2 separate regions of the Takifugu rubripes genome follow, and region 1 is linked to region 2. Evidence: chromatin contacts called from public Hi-C data. All regions are on one chromosome and are shown on one strand. The core of a region is the stretch at or near the end of the contact, and the rest is flanking DNA. Distances in the headings are between cores, read along the strand shown.

The links. Hi-C and Micro-C count contacts between places; a contact is called where the count stands out from the background.
Region 1: a Hi-C map of an unstated tissue shows a contact between it and region 2, with 4 times the contacts expected there. The contact joins the promoter of LOC105416341 here to the promoter of LOC115249586 in region 2. A contact is called at or near these places in 2 of 2 Hi-C or Micro-C datasets (muscle and an unstated tissue).

The regions. Positions count from the first base shown.
Region 1 is chr4:6,775,789-6,781,316 of fTakRub1.2, forward strand. It overlaps LOC105416341, which reads right to left and starts at 3,381. Exons shown (of 7, transcript XM_011603104.2): 1 at 3,220-3,381; 2 at 2,764-2,990; 3 at 2,386-2,577; 4 at 2,142-2,308; 5 at 1,870-2,019; 6 at 1,489-1,661; 7 at 284-1,417. The coding sequence starts at 2,949. The coding sequence ends at 1,080. It overlaps thumpd2 (THUMP domain containing 2), which reads left to right and starts at 5,222. Exons shown (of 11, transcript XM_011603103.2): 1 at 5,222-5,447. The coding sequence starts at 5,337.
Region 2 is chr4:6,624,938-6,630,375 of fTakRub1.2, forward strand. LOC115249586 (myelin and lymphocyte protein) reads left to right here and starts at 2,414. Exons shown (of 4, transcript XM_029835341.1): 1 at 2,414-2,805; 2 at 3,667-3,834; 3 at 3,922-4,047; 4 at 4,516-5,399. The coding sequence starts at 2,713. The coding sequence ends at 4,590. LOC115249585 (myelin and lymphocyte protein-like) reads left to right here. Exons shown (of 7, transcript XM_029835340.1): 4 at 201-365; 5 at 590-760; 6 at 1,056-1,175; 7 at 1,476-1,948. The coding sequence ends at 1,133.

The DNA of each region.
Region 1 (5,528 bases), core at 2,131-4,630, 150 kb after region 2:
AAAAAGGAAGTCGCATAGTTGATGTCAGTTCTTCCCTCACCCTGTTAGCGTCACTGCGAAACAAATGGTTACTCTTTAAGTGTTATCTATGATCATTTCTTTGTCCTATAATGTGTAATATTATAGGAGTCCATATATCTTTATCTCTTTCGGGGCTTTTTTTTAATACTTCCAAGGCTCCAAAAAGTTGGCAGCAAATTCAGAACATCAATATTTGACAACCTTTCAATGAGACCCAAAAAGGTCGGCATAATAACATTCTCAAACCATTTAAAATCAAGACTTCATCTTTTAGTTCTTTATTTGACTTATCGACATGCTCTTATTTAATTATATTCCTTATATGTCTTCATGATGAATCCTGCCATTGATAAATATCCACCTGCCTCTGGGTTGAGTGGGTCTCAGCGCTGTTGTTGGCATAAACGCATGCACAAAACAAACATGATTGTGTAACACAAAACATTTTCACACTAGACATGGATGCTATGGTTTTCTCCCAGTCTCTTGCTCACATACCCATCATAACACCCACATGCAGATATGCAGCCTCCCCAGCTGACAGTCACTCAGGGCTCTCCTCGGAACATCACTCAAGCCTCACTTCAATTTCCTTTCACGTGTGAAAGGAGAGCGTTGAGAGCTCGTGGACAGGTCGCTGCACTCTTAAGAAGAATGATCTTTTCAGTCTGTTTGACTTCCGGTAGTGATTTTATGGTGTCATATCAGCAGTAAATATTCATAAAAACCAATCAAAAAGCAGCTCAGCAGTTTATTCTTGGCCCAAGGACAAAGAAATCATCTTCACTTGTTCGTAAATTATCAAATATTTCTTTACACATTTAAGCTCATCTTACAAACTGGGTGGATATTCATACAACAGCAGAACGTAGAACATCTGCCTCTTGCTTCTCTTCACATGGAGAATCTGCTCTAACGAGTTCACAGTTTCAGCGTAGAAATCTTCAAATACAGCAAACTGCCTTCTCATCAGTTGCATCCAATTGTAACATTTAGTGCATGTCAGCAAAGATCTGAAATGTCCTGGGTTTTATGAACAAGTTGCCCACTCGTGGCTTTCATTCATGTGGCTGTGTCTCCACAATGCTCAGTTGTAAGTTTTCATCCCTCTGGTTACCTCTTTCCATGTTTCCCAATGGCCTTTTTCCTTCTGTGGTCTCTCCATCATTGATATATCTCTGTTTTCCCGTCTCGCTCTTTATTTTGCAACCTAATGGCATCTTTTGTTTTCTTTGCCTGTCATTGGCCCCAATAAAATAATTCTCCAGCTTTGTTATTGGGCCTTTGTCAGAGAAAAAGTAATCCAGGTATGCTTGTGAGTATTGATCTGATGTGATCAGGTCCAGGTTGATGGAGGAGGTCACATTTGCAGAAGTCTCACCAGAGACTCTTCTACCTGTGAAGATTAGCTTCTTTTTTATTAATTGCAACATGACACCAAAAAATGTTTCACCACAATATTTCTACCTATTTCAAACTCCAGTGTGGATAAAGAGATTGTCACACACTTCCCAGTCTCTCTGTCTGTTACTGTGAGACCTGTCATGGAGCCCTCTTCTTGCATCTCATTGGTGGAGTCACGTGAAGCTGCAAGGCCCCCTCGACACTTCACCACACACACGGTATTGGACTTAACACGTCTATAAAAGAATCGACAATACAGCAGAGGGAGTTTAGCAAAAACAAAACATTTCAATTAGTAGCAAAGGTTTGAAAATCTGACTCATCATCTAGAAACTGTCAAAACAGGTTATTCAGATTGACAGCTAGATCTGCAACAAGGCTCTTCTCTTCTCTTATATGAATGCAGGGGCTGCCTGAATAGGGAGTCATAACCAGGCACATCACCTGTATGCAGGTATTATTTGAGCGAGATCTTCTTTGTACTGCTCCAGTGCTGCCTTTGCTGCCAGGGGCTCTGCCTGCCCCTGAAGAGCTGAAAGATGAACCAACATCTGGACGTTAAAAGCAGCTCCACTGGCCCAGTGCTTCAAAGACCTAAAAGGACCAGAAAGGTAAAACAAAAGAGCAGTCAGGCAGGTGCAGTCATTCTAAATTTAAGCAGTAACCACAGCAGTGGTAAATGCAGATTCTGCTGCATTTATTATCTTTTATATTACCTGGAATCACAGTCGCCTGCAATTAGACGGGTCTTCAGCTGGGTGAGAATGAGGCTAAACTGGGCCTCAAGTCTGACGGTATCCTGAATCAGCTTGTTTCTGTCAGTCAGGTTGATTCTAAAACGCTTCAGATACTCTTCCATCACTTCCTGGAGTTCCCAGACTTTCTGCAGGAGTTAATGATTTATGCATGAATATTGTAAAATTAACTATCCTTTCATCACCTTTGCCTGAAAAGATTTACCTGGCTTGATGATAACCCTGCCATCTTTCCTCTCACATTTGAATGTTTTGATGACGTGTAGACCATATCCACCAACAACGTGACCACGAATCCCACAAGGCCAGCCAGGCGGGGCTCATCAGAGAAGGTTGACAGACGGCTAATCAGATCCCTCAGGTAGGCAGGCGCCCTGTCACCAATGTCACTCTGCAGCTGGAGAAGAAAAGGAAGGTGATATGATCGCTCGCCATTTAAATCCTACAAAGAATCACATATTACATATCAATTTAGGTGTATTTATACTTTTATTTGTTAACTGACTGTAAACATCCTGCTTTACTTTCAAAGTGAAATTAATTTTAAGACCACTGCATTTTAGAGAGAGTAAAATCTATTAACATGACGCAGCTGTTCCTGAAGATGGGACCCGGGGTTAATGCTCTCATCCTGACTGGCCAGGAGGAGAGGGTGGACAACTCCAAGGTCCGGCACGGCATCGCCCTCCAACATGGCATCATAAAGAACAGATCCAACTGCCTCCTTCGACTGAGAAACATCGTTTTCTGTTGACAAAACTTGGCCCATGATGATATGGGAGGAGACCAAACAGAAATTTATGACGGCATCTGAAAACAAAACGAAATAGAATATTCGATGCATTTGTGTGGGTTTTAAACCTGTAACCAAATTGACATTACAAACAGTTCAACTCTGAGCCATCTACATAATGATGATTAGGATACCTTCCGTGATGTAACACACGGTATTGAGTGGGCACTATTAAAGGTATGCTACAGTATGTGACTTATAATAGAACCTTTAGCTCAGGAACGGTAATAGAACATCCAGACCGACCTTCCAGTGCAGTTGGCGATCTTCTGGCGCAGTTACTTTCGCTCTAACAGGCAGGGAGTTGCGCTATTCCAGTGTTTTCGCTTTTATTTACTTTCTTCCGCGCCTGCCTGCTGCAGCTGAGGAGATTAAACAAGACAACACGGGAGCGGGCTGGAGCGCAGCATTAGCCCACACCGCCCCTCAACGGCGTTAATTGGAACTACAAGTCATGTGGTACGGAAGTGCCATGAAGATGTTTATGAGATCTTCATGTAAAATATTGTTGAATCTGAAATAAAACTAACTAGAGCAGGGTTTTACTCCACAGTTTTATTATTAATTAAAGCAATACAGTAACTTGGGAATCAACCGAATAGCTGAAAATCAGATGCAAATCGCAGCTTGGTTTTTCAGCGTAACATTGACAAAAAGGAGGCCAAGGGCTCTCTCCTTTTTTATAGGACTAAATAGAGCAGCTTTTTGGTGCAGTGATGTTTTTAGTTGATAAAATATGGAGCAAGGGGATTTGGGACTTTATGTAGTGTAACTGATCTTTGTTAACTAGGACAAAAGCAGGCGCATTGCCATGGAGTTTTGTATGCACCTGCAGAAAAAGAATTGTAGTGTTGCTCGTTTTTTTTGGGTTTTTTTTAAATTTGATTATTATTTCATGAAGCATCCCATTTGGCCTTGGAATTATTCTAACTTTGTAACTCTTGTTTTACCTCTTTTGTGAGGGTCCAGCTGTATTTTTAAGTTGTCCTATAGGTAGTTTAATGAGGTTTATGGCACAATGGAAAATGTTCTTTAAATCTGTAAAAAGGCAATTTATGTCCAATGTGTTATTGTAAATGTTCAAACACACCACCCTTAAGCTCTTTCAAGGCTTCACTAATTAACCCACCAGTGCAAGGTTGTAAACAAAGCATCTGCCTCCCATATTTTTTGCTTTTCTCAACAATCCTCCCATCATTATTATTTTGCTCTTCTTTTTCCCCTTATGTACTCTATCCTCTCTGATGATTTATTGGGTAAAGATGAGAATAAAAACAAGTTTAATGTCCTGCAATATATCACACATGGGCTGCTGTGCCAGACAGCATTCATATTGTGGAGCTGTTGCAATTGGTTTGTAGCACTGGGTCTAATTATTGCATGTGGCAGCTGTTCAGAGGAGTATTAATGTCTTCTTTCTGCATGGGTACAACTAATATTATGACTTGATGAAAGTCATCACAGAATAAACTAAAGGGAAATTGTAGAACATTGAAAAATGAGTACCATATCGTGCTGCAACATTGTTGACATAAATTACTTTTTATGCAACTTTAGTAATGGTCCATTGGTTTTTATAGTCAGTTATCCATTATGCATGAGAGTTTAGTGAGAGAGTGCCAACAGGTCACAGTAATTATTCTTCATAATAGTAGTAGATGAGTGAAGTCATAGACAGTCATAGGCCAGAAGAAAAACAGCGACCAAATTTTTTTTTTTTTTTACAGGAATATTGACAAAAAAGAAATAACCTTTAGAGGAAAAACTAACTTCTAAAACCAAAGTCTTAATTTATGCTGCAGAATTTAAAAGTCTCCTTCCTCTCCTGATTTGGAAGAACACCTGTTCACATCTGCCTGCAGGCGACAATGCAGCAGAGCTGAACATATTTCGCACTCAGATTCAAATGCGGCACACAGCATAACACTTAAGGGTTCTTGGTGCATGTTTGACGAAATACTCTACGTGTAAAGGAAGCAGTTACGAAATAATAATTTTAAAAACCCTGATAATAACTATAAAATGTATCTTTACTAAATTCCTTTATTACAATTTAATGAAAATCAAATCGATATAATATGATTTGGGCACATTTTACAGTTAATTAGTCACACGTATGGAGAGTTATCTTTAAAAAAAAATTGAATTAAACAAATGCGCTCGATGATCGATCATCAGTGCCGTTATCCACTGTGAAAGAGAGACATCTATTGGCCGTATGGGGTCATTGTATTCTGAAAAGTCATTTCCGTTTCCGGTGTAAACAACTATTCCAATATGGCGGAACACCTGTGAAGTAGAAGATGCACCCTGTAGAAGCTGAGTTGGATGTTTTGTTGAGTTAAATACTTTGTAGATGCAGAATGGCTGAATCGAAAAACGATGGAAATTTAATTCGTTATTACTGCACTGCTGGTAAAGGGATGGAACTTTTTTTACTTGAAGAGTTGAAGAAGAATCTGGCGGCTGAAGATGTGAGTGTCCGAAAATCTGCCCAGTTTCAGAGTTTTTAACATGTAATAAAAACGCTGTTTGATCACGTTTTTTCAATAGTT
Region 2 (5,438 bases), core at 1,164-3,663:
GGAGTTGGAATAACTCTTACAAAAGAGAAGAAATGTGATCCTACTCATGGTTTCTTCCTGTTAAAGGGAGTTTTTCCTTGCTCGGGTCTTCTCTATACTGTAACAGAGAGTTTATAAAGTTGCATTAAATTATCCAAGGCAGTATTAGAGACAAGAGCTAACAAACCTGTTCCCCCTATCCCCCCTTCCTGTCCCCACAGGTCTTTGGAGGTCTGGTGTGGATCCTGGTGGCATCAACGCATGTCTACCCAGACAACCCTCTGGGCTGGGTCATGTTTGTGTCTGTTTTCTGCTTCGTGATGACCACAATCTTCTTCTTCTTCTTCATTTTAGGCCACAATCAGAGGAAGTTCTGGAATTCCTTGGTAAGACCCTGTAGTTGCTCCTCGATCATTATTCACCAGGAAACTGAGCATGTCAGGTCTTTCAGGTGTGTCATGTTTGACTGGTGAAGCCATGAGGTTGGGCCGCAGGCAAAAGCCTTTTGGAACGTCCAAACAGACATTAACGGATGTTTTCCCACAGAACTGATGGGTTTGTTTGTGTGTTTCTATGTGCCCCACCCACCCCCACCCCACTCCCTCCACAGGATGTAGGGTATCATTTTGTAGCTGTGGTCCTGTATCTGAGTGCTTCTGTCATCCTGGCCTACATCACTCTGCTGAAGGGGTGGGGCATGACCATCGCCCCTGGCAACCTGATTGTTAACGTTCTGACCTCTGACCTTCTAAAAATCTATAGGCTGGACATCGCTGCAGTGGTATGAGACACATCCACACACATTCTCCTATTTCTATCTTTGCGGGTACATAATACGTTACCCAGCTACTACCCTAGCCCAAACCACCCCAATCGACCCTCTGGCCCCCACCCTGGCCAACTCTAACCTCCCTCTTACAACTATACTTCAAGCCTCGAACAGACATTTGACACACACATACACACACAGTGTTTAGCTCTGCTGCCCTTGTAGGGACTTTAAGGAGGCTTTTAATTTTCCCCCACACTAACCTCAAACTCGGTGCTCATTTATGACTCTGTGTGTGTATTTTCAGGTGATGTCTTATCTAGCCACACTTCTCTACTTCCTCCATGCCATTTTCTCTGCAAGACGCTGGCACAAATCCAGATAGAACAAACCTGGTCCTCTCCGTTACAAGAAAGCCACCTTACTGGTGAGAAGTTCTTAGTTAGGCCAGAAAATAAGAAAAAAGTGTATTAAAAACCTCAAATAAATGAGTGGGTAGCAAGTTGTTAATAAGTATCACATAATTATAACTGTTTATAAATTAATTAATTTGAAATTCTGAATAAACATTTAACATTGTTTAGTTATTACATTTTAATAGCATATAGTTACACAGTTAATTCAATGAATTATGATTTTATAATGTAGCATTAAGGCAACAGTGGTCCCAGTAGTGATTGGGACAGTAGGGGCAGTAACACCCAAGCTGAGTAGATGGCTCCAACAGATACCAGGAACCACATCAGAGATCTCTGTCCAGAAGAGCGCAGTCCTAGGAACAGCTAAGATCCTGCGCAGAACCCTCAGACTCCCTCTGATAGAGGACCCAAATCTGAAGGAAGGAGGCACCGCCCAGGAGGGCAAGGAAGAGATTTATTTTTTTTTAAATTATATTTAAGCACTAATAGAAGCAAGTGCAATATAGTTTTAAATTCTATTTCAACACAAAAAATAGACATTGAAGCAGCTGATAGTCACTTTTATATATAATTAAGTAAAGCTGATTGTAAATATAAAATATGGCATTCTGTTATAATACGTAATATACATAATAATGTATTTGGTCTTTGCTGTCAAAGATGTCTGTCTAAATTTACCACATTCATGCATGTCTTCATATGAAACAATTTGTAAAATTGTTATTCTTTCAAACACTTGACTGACTCAACTGAATGATATAAATAAATAAATGAAACATGACATTCATGTCAGAACTGAATCATTACTCCTCATAACTGCTGTATAGATATTTGATCTCTGCTAATGAGAAAATTTGAATTTCTGTGATTAACATTTCAAACCATTTCTGCATGTATTATTACACATTTGTTCAGTACTGACACATACTGTCTGATGATGGTATTACACATATAACGCAAACCTAGGAGGGGTTATCAGCTGAAATAATTCCGGAACTAGTCAGTGGCAGACTTAGAATCTGACTAAAGTGCCCCCCAGCCCCACCCCTGCCCCCCTCCCCCCACTACACACATAACAAGAATGTTGATAAGTTCCACTTTAAAGCTGTGCAGAGCTTCAAAGTGCTGCTTATCAATACATTTAAAAAAAGTATTAGCTGCTAGGTTTTTCTAAGAAACCCTCATCGTAGCCCCAAAACAAACAAAGCGCTGAGATAACAGACTGAGAGGCTCATAAAGTTGCACCAAGCAGAGCCGGTGAGCTATGTGTTTACTCAGCGGCAACAAGGCACATTATTCCTCTGCACAAGCTGTAGCCGCAGGGCACGGAATTCCTCTTCTGGCTGCTTCAGTACCCCATCACAGGTCACCTCTTCCACATCCAGGCGGGCTGGAAGACCAAGGGCGGTGTCAGGAACTGTTGTGGGAAGGGAACAGGTTTTGTCTGCTCACTGAGCCCTCCTATAAATGTCAGAAACACCTGCTGCAGCTCCAGTTCCCCACAGAAGACGTGCAGGTGGTTGTTGACTCAGCACCGGGACAGAGATGGCTGCAACTACAACTCAGGCTATGGGAAGCCTTCCCAGCGGACTGGGAATATGCACCACAGCCCCGGACATATTTTACCTGCCTGAACTGGTGAGTAGGCTCTACCAGAGCAGTGACCTTGGAGGACAAATATCAAGAACAATACTGATATTTCATGATGACCTCATACAATTCTGTTGGTATATGCGTGGAAAAAATGTCCGGCAGGACATCAATTCCGTGCAGAACCATCTTGGAGGAGAAGTGTGAAGGGAAAATGTTCATCTAGAAGGCTGATGGAACATATTCCCAGTCTGGGAGTGGCCCCTTCACCTCTCAAGTTTCATTCGTATTGTATTAGTGAGACTCATCTGAGAAAGAATGTGGCCAACTCCACGCCAAGAAAAGGGTGACGCCACCTCCACTAACAGGTCGGATTTAGGATTTATTTATCCGTTTGTTTTTCAAAGGTAGGGTCAGGAGCCAAAATGCTCTGTGAGGAGTCACGTTTGCAGAGCAAATGTCTGACCTGTTGGTCAAAGGGACGTTTAATCTGGATTTGCTCAGGCTGGAGAGCAATTTTGTCGTATGGTTCTGGTCTATTTAAATGCCGACTTGTTTGCGGGTAAAGTTTAAACAACAACAACAGCGTAACGGTGGTGAAGGCAGTAAAAACACAGCCAGCGCTCAAAACAGTTGTCTTAGCAGTTTGGAACAGGAAACGGTTTTATCAGGATCAAACTCACGTTTCAGCTCTAATGGCTTTATTACATTGTTAGAACTATGCTATTATTCACTATTCAATGGCAAAGTGAGTTAATTAATGTAGCTGTAATATCAATGTAATTTAGTCAAACAGGTCGCTTCACTCGACTGACTAGGAGCAAAACCTCCTGTTGAATCTATGTGGAACACAGGATCACAGACGTAATCCAACACGTCTTCAGATCAGCCCTGTGAAACATTTTTCAGGTGTTTGGCGGTCTGGTGTGGATCCTGGTGGCGTCGAATCACGTGGTTCCACCAAACCCTCTGGGATGGGTGATGTTTGTCTCCGTCTTCTGCTTCGTCATGACCTTCCTGTGGATGATCATCTTCATGGCCGGATGCCACAAGAACAGCTCTGGCTGGGCCGCCGCTGTAAGACACGGGTCCAGATGAGTGGGATCAAAAGACGACGCTGAGAAAATGAGACTGACCGTGTGATCCTGTTCTGTTTGTGTCCAGGACTTTGCTTATCACGGACTGGCAACGTTTTTCTACCTGAGCGCAGCGGTGATCTTGGCTTATATCACGCTGCTGAGGAAGAGTGTTGGCCCGTTCAAAGTCTACCAGATTGACATTGCTGCTGTGGTGAGAAGCACATTTCCAGATGACGTATTTAGCGCGTAAACAGGCCAAACAGGCACACGTTTTAACTCTACAGTAGTTGGCGTAGATTAGCATCACCTGACATCCTGTTTGTGGGACAAACACTCATGTGTTTTAGAGCTAAATGACTTCATCCGTGTGCTTGTTTGGTGATTGTGAGGACGTGCACACAGAGCAAAGAGGGGACTTTCCTCTTTTCCTCCAGCGGCAGCAACACAAAAGTGTGATGTGATGTCGTCCTTTCACCTGCAAAACCCTTAAGAGCGGTGTTGCTTCAGAGCTGGAAAACCGGAGCAAAGAAAGGAGCTTGAATTAGAGCTCGTGTGCATGCGGACGGATAATAATTACCATCACTATGACGAAACAACAGCAGAGAAATGCGTTTGTTTTTTTCAGTCTCATGGTTCCTCAGAACTGGTGAGTTTTAAGATGTGTTTGTGAATGTTTCAGGTCTTTGCCTACGTTGCTACACTCCTCTACTTCATCCACACCATCCTCTCATCCATCCGATGGAAACATTTCTGATTGCTTCGAGTGTCAAGAACCGCTGCGAACTGTGTGTATGTGTGTGAGAAAGAAGAGAGAGAGAGAGAGAGGGCTGGTAAACACTGAACCGTCCCAAGATATTCTGTTGAGATTGACCTTTTTAGATCTCGTTTTCATACATTTCATGTTTAGTGATAGTAAACAGGTCAGAATGTGCAAAACACAAAGTATTGAAGGACAAAATTGCTCTTATGCACATGTATATGAATTGTTTGTTATTGGGACACATGTTTTACTGACATTTCAATATCCTAAATGGTCACTAACATTAACAACCAGCATTTGATAGGAACTACACCTTTACATGATTCTGTGGAGCCTTTCAGAGTTTTTATATAAATGTTTAGATAGTTAACATATGATTGAATCAGTCTCAATGATAATGAGTATCGGGACCTCAAGCAGCTAAAATACAGCTAACACAAATATGAAATTAAATATGAATTACCTTAAATAAATAGTACATTCAATGTTAAATTACAGGTCATTTCCTAAAGGCAGCATGAAGGAAGAGTTCAATAATTTATAGAAAGGAAGACTGCAGCTTACTGGTTCCATACTGGTGAATGCTTGTCCATCCAGGATATATAATGGATTCAGTTCACAGGAAACTAGAACCACAAGTTCTCCTTAAATCTGACAGTTTAATGACCTGCCACGGTTTAATCTTGATTTAAGATTTTTTTTTAAAACTGGGGTATAATGTTTTAAGATGTGAGGGGTCAGGCTTTTTAAGAGTTTTTTTAAGAGGTTGTAATTCACCAAAATAAAATATCTACAAAATAAAAGGTTCCCGGGTTTATTCCTCTGCTATTTGAAACAAAATC